Regions from separate parts of the Rattus norvegicus genome. Here region 2 is linked to region 1. A link is a contact called in public HiChIP or PLAC-seq data. All regions are on one chromosome and are shown on one strand. The core of a region is the stretch at or near the end of the contact, and the rest is flanking DNA. Distances in the headings are between cores, read along the strand shown.

Region 1 (4,592 bases), core at 866-3,365:
CCATGACTGCCGTTTTATTAAGGATGTTGTTAAACTGCTTTCTAAGTCTCTGTTTATACGGGAGATTAGTGCTGTTTTCAACCTTCATCAGAGAAGCTTCCTCTACAGTGGGCAGCAGTTCATGTAGAGTCATAACTGGTCAAAAGGATGGTGTCTAGGGGCGGAGGAACGGGTTCTTATTCTTGGCTGATTAAAGAATTAAGACACAGGGAGCTGGAGAGATGGCTTGGCTGTCAAGAACACTTAAGTGCTCTTGCAGGGGTTCCAGGTAAGGTTCCCAGAATCTATGTGAAATGGCTCACAATCACCTGTGACTCCGGTTGCAGGTGATCCAATGCCTTCTGGCCGTTTTGGGTACACTCGCACTCACGGTGGCACATACACTTACACAGGTGTACACACACAGAAATAAACGTAAGTCTTTTAAGGAGAGGAATTAAAAGGCAGATAAGAAATCTCGGGGAGTCTATGTAGAGCCATCATACGATTCTGAAGAAACACAAGCCTCCTCCTGGGGTTCTAAGTCTCATTAATAAAAGAATTTAAACTTGGACACAAATGGAATCTCAAGAACTAGGAAAACTCTAGGACTGGAGAGTGGGAAAACCGGAAACTGCCAGGAAGAAGATAGAGGCAAAGGAGCAGGCATGGAACAGGACCAGAAGGGTAACTTCAGAGAACAAAGAAGCTCAAAGCATTAGTTAGGGAGTGTAAAAGTATTCTTGGGCTCTAGCTAGAAAATATTTACCTGGGTCTGCCTGAACACATCATGGTGGCTTCTAGGGAATGCCACCCTAAATTCTGGGAAGGAAAATTACATTATCATAAACTGATTCCTAGGGTGATCCCATAGCCAAGTTCCTGATCTATCCACACTAGATTCATCTATAAGGGAGGAGACAACACAGTCTCCACTAGCGGTGGAGTCCATTATTTACAAAACCAGCGGAGGACAGGTTCCTGAGTGCTCAGCCCTAAATGGGACATCTATATCCACGTCCCAGTCCCTAGCTCCGGGAACATTAAAGAAGTCGGGGTGGAGAGAATGTAAGAGCCCAAGGGTGGGAAAGAGTGCTCTGAGAGGCTGTCTTCTGGGCATGTCGCGACAGGTGTATTCATCAAACCATTGCAATTATGATTATTTCTACAAAATCAAGCCCAAAAGTTGAGGTAATATTCCAGCATTAACTGAACTCGGTGGGTTACAAACTAAATAAACAACATACACAGGATTTGCAATTTCTTACTGTAATCAAGTTGTACCCCTTCCCTTTTACCTCCATGTCTTTGCCGAAGACGTACTTCATTTCTGAGCTCCAGAATAAAGTAGCACAATAAAATTGTAAATTCTGTTTAGTCGGGTGAATGTAGCTTCCTGGTTGTTACATTCTAACACTTAACAGAAACTCAATAAATGTTGTCTAAATGTCAGAGGCTGGGAAGCCCGTAAGTTTTGCTAGCATATGCCTGCAGGTGAAAAAGTTCTAAAATGTGCAACCCAAGTGTCTTCTATTGACGTGGAATCGGATGTTTGGACTGTAAGAAGTGGCACCGGGTTGGGGGTGGGTGGGTGTTAAGTTCCGGCCGAACGTGGAACAGTCGACTACAGATCCCAGAGTGCCTTGTAGAGTCGTCCCCTTCTGGAGTCGGGTTTCAGGCCTTGGAAAGGCACGTCCTTCCCCCGTTGTATTGTGGGATATGTAGTTCGACGTGATTTGCGTTGGCTGTTACCACTCTCCGGCTGCACACATGAACGTACGTTTTCTTCCGTCCAGAGACTGTGGGGTGCAATGATTGTTGAGTTTTCGCTCTCTCTTCTCATTCTGACAGGGCACCCAATGTCCAGAGCGCCTATAGTACTATTTCCTAGTGTCCAATTAGGATGGATTCAGGGGCTCTATTCCAAATTCAGGTTCAAACATTTTAAGCTAACATCTGCTCCTTCCTGCCTGGGTGTTCTAAGCATCAAATAAGAGGGTTGAGTGAGGCAGGTCAGCTTAGTTACGCCGACCGCCGACCGCCGCACACAGTAGGCCCATCGCCCTAGCCCGCGACCGGTGGCTGCTAGCCAAGCAGGCGGCTGCAGTGCGCATGCGTGGCGCGGCGGCGCAGTTTCCGCAGCAGAGCCGGCAGCTCCGCCGCTGCGTCCAGACGTCTCCTGCTGGGCCGACGCTCGGGTCTTCCCTCCGTGCTCGGCCTCCGCGGACGACCGGCGACCCCTCCGCAGCTCGAGTCCCAGGCCGCCGCAGCGCGCCTGCCTCCGGCCCCCTGTCCCGCGAAGATGGCTGCCGTACGCCGGGCCCGCAGTTACTGCCGCTGCCTGGTGCGCTTCTCCGACCGAGAACTCTGCTAAGCCGCGCTGCAGCAGACGGGCAGGAGTAGACACCGGGCAGCAGCCACCCCTCCGGGAGCCGGGCGCGGGGAGCCCCTCGACTGGGCCGGCCGCCCGCCAGCATGGTAACCGGGGAGGGAGGGCAGCGAGGGCCGGGCAATGGGAGCGGGAGATGGCCCCAGGTGAGGACAGGGTTTGACGGACAGCGGAGGAAAGGCCCGCTTCGGTCGCTCAAGACTGCCCGAGCTGAGAGTCGTGTCTCAGGTGAGCTGTCTTGGCTTCTGCACGAGGGAGGTGGCCCTGGCAAGCGGAGACACTTGTTGATTGCTCCTGTTCTGGCAGCCCGGCCCATGGATGATTTCAGGAGTTTGGGACGCACGCCCCCCGAGGCGTCAGTGACCCGGGTAGGATGTTGGCAGGCAGTCCTGGCAAACTGGGTTTGAAGGGACTCCTGCCTAGTTTCGTGATAGGGCCTAAGCCAGTGCGGACGGAGAGACTGCGCTAAGCTCCATGTGTGACAGCTCGTGTCTCACGGGACTGTTGCATGGAATGTATAGTCTCTGCAATGACTTAAGAAACTAATCTCCCGCTAGGGCTGAATGATTTAAGAATGAAAGATACCAGACTGACTGGGAGAACACTCAAGTAGCTATTTTTTTTTTTTTACGTGAATTGACTGAAACGGTATATTTTATGCAACTAGTCTGGTGCACAGAAAACACACTAATTTGATTATTCTTCTAAACTTTCAAAAGTAGTCCTCTGACCAGGATTATGTCCTTAACCATTATGTTCAGTTAATCTCATCTGTGAAGAAACTAGCCCACTAAACTATACGAAAGATTAACTAAATTCCTGCTTATTTCAAGTGGGATTGAAATCGATCAAATGTAGTAAAATCCCAGTTCTTACTGTCAAAATCGAGGTTAACAGTGGATTCTGTTCTGAGATAGGCATTCTGTATTCAACTAGTTATTTTTGAGCCTCTTATGAGCCTGGCATGGTGTGGATTTTCATACAGTACCAGATTTTCAGTGTTACCAAACCTATAAACTGTGATCCGTGATAAACTTTTAATCACAAATGACACATCTGAAAAGATGACCCAGAAATCACTAATTCTCTTTACGGATCAATCCCTCTCTTCTTAAATTAATGTTTTAAAGTGTGTGTGCTAGATAGCTTTATGTCAGCTCAGCACAGGCTAGAGTCATTTGAGAGGAAGGAAACTCAATTGAGAAAGTACCTCTGAAAAGTCAGGCAAGCCCGTAGGACATTTTCCTAGTGACTTATGGGGAAGGGTCCAGCCCTTTGTGGATGGTGCCATCCCTTGGCAGGTGGTCCTGGGTTCTATGAGAAAGTTGGCAGAAGAAGCCATGCAGGAACAAGTCAGTAAGCAGCACCCCTCCATGGCCTTTGCATCAGCTCCTCCCTCCAGAATCCTGCCCTGTTTGAGTTCCTGACCTGACTTCCACCATCGATGAACAGTGATGTAGAAATGTAAGCCAAATAAACCAAGTCCTCCCCAAGTTGCTTTTGGTCATGGTGTTTCATCACAGCAATTGTGACCCTAACTAAGACACCAGGCCAGGTATATGTGCAGGTGCCCAAGAGGCCAAAAGAGAATTCCAATCCCTTGTGCTATTATGTGCTGCTGGACATGGACGCTGGGAACCAAACTCAGGTCCCCTGAAAGACTGTCCAGCCCTCGACTGCTGAACCATCTCTCCAGCTCACAGATGTCTCTCCAAAGAAAAGGAGATCAGAGTATAATGGCTCACACTCAAATTCCTCCTAGCACTCAAGAGTCTGAGGCAGGAAAATCACTATAAATTCAAAGCCAGCCTGGGCTACACAGAGACTTTACCAAGAATCATGTGGTGCGTTTGGTCCTAAAGGTTCCAACTGTGACCAAGGTGTGTTCTCTGCCTTCAGTGTACTTTTTCTACTGAGGGAGACAGTACAAATATGAATGTATTTGTAAGGTAGCACAAAAGACAGCTGGAAAATGCTGCTGACTTGAACCCTTATGTGAATGGAAGGTAAGCGGCTAAGCGAGAAAGATGCAGTCCAGGTCCAGAAGAATAAGCAGCACATTGAGTAGCACCAACTGAGTGGAGCAGGGGACGTTCTTTAGATCAGGCTAGCTTAGTCTGACTGCCCAGAACAGCAACGTTCTCTCTGGGACTCAGGTCCTCTCTTGTTAGCTATAGTTAGGATTTACAGTGATAAGTCAGACTCTTAGAGAGAAGTATACTTT
Region 2 (4,832 bases), core at 1,642-4,141, 330 kb before region 1:
CTGACTCAAAAAAAAAAAAAAAAAAAAAAAAAGTTTAATTTCTTTCTGAATGCTAGAGAGTAGATGGAAGAATGGTAAGTGACAGAGGGAAGAGAAGAAATTACTCAGAAATTAGAGAAGCAAAAAAACTGAGGCTGAGGAACAATGCTGCCTAATTGTTATGACAACCTAACACTGGCGAGAGTATTCTGAGAGGCCAGAACCCCAATTTGGAAACCGCCTCCATAAGACTGGGCTGTGGCCAAGTCTGTAGAACATTTTTTAAATTAGCTATTAATGTGGGAGGGCCCAGCCCATTGTGGGTGGGGCCACGCCTGGGCTGGTGGTCCTGGGTTCTGTAAGAGAGCAAGCAGAGCCAGCCAGTAAGCAGCACTCCTCTGTGCTCTCGGCATCAGCTCCTGCCTCTAGGTTCTGGCTCAGTTTAAACTCCTGTTTTGGCTTCCTTCAGTGGACTGTGATTCAGGATACTAAGCTAAATCAATCCTTTCCTCCCCAACTTGCCTTTCGTCATGGTGTTTCGTCTCAGCAATAGTAACCTTAAATAAGACAGGAAAGTAGGGGTGGGTGATGTAGCTTAGTTGATAGAGGGTTTGCCTAACATACAAGCCCTGGGTTCAGTCCCTAGCACTACATAAATTAGACACGATGGCACCTGCCTAGAATCCCAGCACTTAGGAGGTAGAGGCAGGTGAATCAGAAGCTGAAAGTCATTCTTGGCTATACTGTGAGTTCGAGGCCAGCCCAGGACATATGGGAGAGAAATATATTTAAAGTGTGTGTTGGGTTGGGGAGCATGGTTGGGATGGCTCAGACCTGAATTCCATCACTCATACCTACATGCTGAGCACAGGGAATGGTCTCTCAAAAGTTGCCCTCTAATCACACACGTGAACTTCACAGAGAAAATGAACAAATATAGGAACAAATTTGACAGAAGAAGCTGGATAAAAGACACAAATGGCCCTGGAGTCTTACACTAAAATAGTATTAATGAACCTAGAATTTGGCTGAGATTCATGATGGTCAAAATGAAGAGATAAGAGATTATTTACATAATTTTCTTATCCAGGCATCAAAAACCAGACTTTCCTGGAATAGCAAAAACACTTACATACTCTCCTCTAGAGTAAGTTTCTCACAGAGTTTGATTTGCTGGTATTAGCATTATTAGCCAGTACATACCCAAAACAACGCCTCTGACCCTGGACTTCCCCCCATATCCAGGCTCTGGCTCTGCAAGAACTAGATCTTCCACAGCTCCCTCCTGAACAGTGAGCAAGGGTGTACTCAGGATTTCTTTCTGTCAAGAGAGAACGCCAGTTGACAGAGCCGCTGGAGAAGCCCACAGTCCCTCCTGGTCTCACCCGTGCTCACCTGCATGTTCTGTTTATAAAGTTTCCGATCAATTTGCGCTCTCAGTCCCCATACAGCAGGGCCCTTACGCCGGTTTAATACTTTGTAATGTATACCAGACTGGTCACAGACACGAGAACACAGGCCATCCAAGGCATCTACTTCTCTCATCAAATGCCCCTTTCCGATGCCACCAAAGGAAGGATTACAGGACATCTGACCTAAAGAGAACAGACACTATCGTGGTAAATTAACAAGGACCTTGTAATATTATTTAATAAAGAGTGTTTGTAAAGGTAATCAGACTCACTTACAAAAACAAAAGACACACACTCCTCTACCTTCAAATTCCTGTTCTCTGCATTCCTATGGACTCAACCTTCTAAAAGTTTAAGTTACCTTTTTCTTCCTTGAAGCCAAGGAATACTTGATAATGTACCAAATTCCTCAATCACTTTGGTCAGTCATTCATGATGGGGTACATACACCTTTAATCCCAGCACTCAGGAGGCTGAGGCAGATGGATCACTGTGACTTCCAAGCCAGCTTGGTCTACACAGAAAATTCCAGACCAGCCAAGAACTGAGAGAGACAGACAGACAGACACCCTCTCAAAAAGCAAACAACAATAATAACTGCCCTAATCATTTCGTTTCAGGTCAGAATTGTTTCCATTAAACTAATTTATGAGAATCATTAGTAGGCCCCTAAAATGTTTTTAGACATATCCTACAGCGTTGATGGAACATAGGTTTTGCACTACTGTGTATATATCTAAAAGAATTTAAATTTGTTTGAAGTGACAAGTGTTCTATGTTTAATGAAACCCTACTTGCCAGAGCCAAGAAACGTGATCAACCCAATGTTCATCAAGTGATGAATGGATAAAGAAAACGAGGTGCATAGGCTCTAAGACCTGCAGGTCTCAGCACAAAACATCCAAATGGAAATACAGAACGCGACAAGCAGCGGCGTTTCTCAAGGGCTTGACAAGCTCTCGGTGAACGCACCACGTCGGTCGCTTAATCATACGGGTGTGAAAATGTTAATTCACGCTTTCTCTGAGGTGAGAATAAGGGGAAGCTCTTCCCAGCGACGTGCTTTACGGTCCTCCGCTCTCTCACCCCGGCACCCACCACTCTTCGACCATCGCAACCTTGCCCGCGCTCGGCCGGACGCAGAGTCCCTGCCGCGCGTCACCCCTGCGCCTCAGGCCCGCTGAGGCCGTCCGGCTCCTCACCGATTGTGTCCACCCGGTGTGTGAGGAGCAGAGTCCGCGAGCCACAACGAGCAGCGGCGGCGGCCGCCTCGGTCCCCGCGTGCCCTCCTCCGATAACTACCACGTCGAAGTGCGGGCTGCAGGGTGCCGCGCTGTCGCTGCGGAGGCGACGCAAAGGCAACCGTCTGCCGAGGGACGCTGAGGCCCAGCGGCCACAGTCCCGGAGAAGGAACATGCCGAGAGAAGCTGGAGACGCACAGAATAGTTAGGCCAGTGGAAGCCGACTGGGCGCCGCCATCTTGGCTGCATCAGAGCGTAACGCGCCTGCGTCCAGCGACGCATTTGATTGGCGATTTGGAGCTACAAGATGCTATGGCGCAGGGCGCTGCGCGCAGGCACGATGTGCTTTCTTTCACGCACACCTTCATTTTTGGCTGGGGATTCTATCGTGGAGGTTGAGGTTGGCCTTTTCAGGTGGGCTAGTCTTTATCGCCAGGTTGCCTCCTATGAACAATAAATTTGATCAGTTCGCCTTAAAATCTGCTGAGAGGTTCATCGACTAAGGCAATCCAAGTTCTAATCCTCACGTTGAAGTACATCTGGGTCTATATATGAGTATCGTGTCTTCAAATCAAACCCCATTATTTATATACAGCTTAAACATTTTTTAGACATTTTTGTGTATGATTGTTTTGCCTGTACACGTGGTGTGTGTGTGTAATGAGATACGATGCCCTCTTCTGGTGTGTCTGAAGACTGCTACAGCGCGGTAGCCTGTTACCTACAAAGGTCAGAAGAGGGCATCAGATTTTCTGGAACTATGTGGGTGCTGAGAACCAAATGTAGTTTCTCTGCAAAGAGCAGTAGCTCTTGGTCACTGAGCCATCTCACCAGTTCCTATTTGTACACAATTTAAACATTATATATACACAAGACATGGAGAATTAGAGAACCTGTAACTCCCACCAAGTGCTCTATCGCTCCTTTACAAGAATGCCAACCTCTTACGCTAGTAACTATTTTTATATGCACGTACAGTTTCCTCTGAATTGAAATATTGCTTCCTAGAGGAGCGAGTCTCATAAACCTCCAGAAATGAACCTAGTTTACAGCTTCAGTCCAAGGAAGCTGTAGGCCCACCCCTACCCCAGGCTATACAAGCAGGGATCATGGCTAGGAGGAAGACTCCAGGACCATTGGATGTGCAAGTCCTTCAGGGAGCTCCAGGGATACAACTTTTGTGAGTTTCATCCATAGTGGCCTAGGCTTTTCTGTGATGCAGCTGTCTTTGAGTTACCCACATTCCTGTAAATACCTCCAATATACCCACTGTTTCACTAAATTCGACTCAAGTGGAAGCATTTTCTTTGGCTTGTTCTTGGTGCCCTCATGTGTTCACATTTCTACAGGAGGAGAATCACACAGCACAGGAGTGCTATTATTTTGCATATAGCTTATGTGATTATAATCTTTCACTTTATTCCTCTCCACTTACCTATATATACTTAAAATTTTTAATTGCATGCATTCATTTGCATGTGCGTATGAGTTTGAACTTGAGGGAGTCAGTTCTCTTCATCCTGTGGGTTCTGGGAATTGAACTCACGTCACCAGATATGACAGCAGATCCTTTTACCTGCCAACCATCTGGTCAGTCCCCTTAACAATATATTTGTTTAGCTGGGCATGACGGTGCACAACTCAGGCAGTGCTCTGAGTTCGAGGTCAGCATGAATTTAGGTCAGGTCATAGTGAGTTCCTGGACAGTCAGGGTTCTGTATAGAGATCTTGTCTCAGACAAAAAGTAAAAGTAAGCCCCCAAAATATAATTTAAAAAAAAATGTCCTCCACACTGTATCCAGTATGGGTTTGTTTGTCATAGTAGTTGTTTTGATTTAGATGAGAGAGAGTGAGAGTGAGAGTGAGAGAGAGGAGTTAGAGAGAGAGAGAGAGAGAGAGAGAGAGAGAGAGTGCACTGAGCAGGGGTATGTATGCCTTGGTGAACAGGTGGGAAACAGACAACTTTTGGGGAGCCAGTGATCCCCTTCTACCTGGTTTTGAAGCAGGGCTTCCTTATTATTTCTCTGGATGTTCTGTGCACTCTAGGAGAGCTGGCTAGGGAAGGCCAATTCTCCAGTCTCTGCCTCCCATCTTGCAGTCAGAGGGCTAAGACTTAGTGGTATGTACCACAAAAGCCAGTCTTTTATGTGGGTTCTAGGAACCAAAAATAGGTGTTATGAGTGCATTGCCATCTCAAGAA

The links. HiChIP or PLAC-seq counts read pairs in DNA pulled down with a chosen protein or histone mark.
Region 2: an H3K27ac HiChIP or PLAC-seq map of oligodendrocytes shows a contact between it and region 1, with 4 times the contacts expected there. The contact joins the promoter of Mto1 here to the promoter of Fbxo9 in region 1. A contact is called at or near these places in 1 of 12 Hi-C or Micro-C datasets (frontal cortex) and 1 of 1 datasets of contacts at active chromatin or transcription factors (oligodendrocytes).

The regions. Positions count from the first base shown.
Region 1 is chr8:87,861,463-87,866,054 of GRCr8, reverse strand. It overlaps Fbxo9 (f-box protein 9), which reads left to right and starts at 2,115. Exons shown (of 13, transcript NM_001011998.1): 1 at 2,115-2,457. The coding sequence starts at 2,455.
Region 2 is chr8:88,188,329-88,193,160 of GRCr8, reverse strand. Mto1 (mitochondrial tRNA translation optimization 1) reads right to left here and starts at 2,891. Exons shown (of 12, transcript NM_001106841.1): 1 at 2,594-2,891; 2 at 1,375-1,574; 3 at 1,183-1,300. The coding sequence starts at 2,807.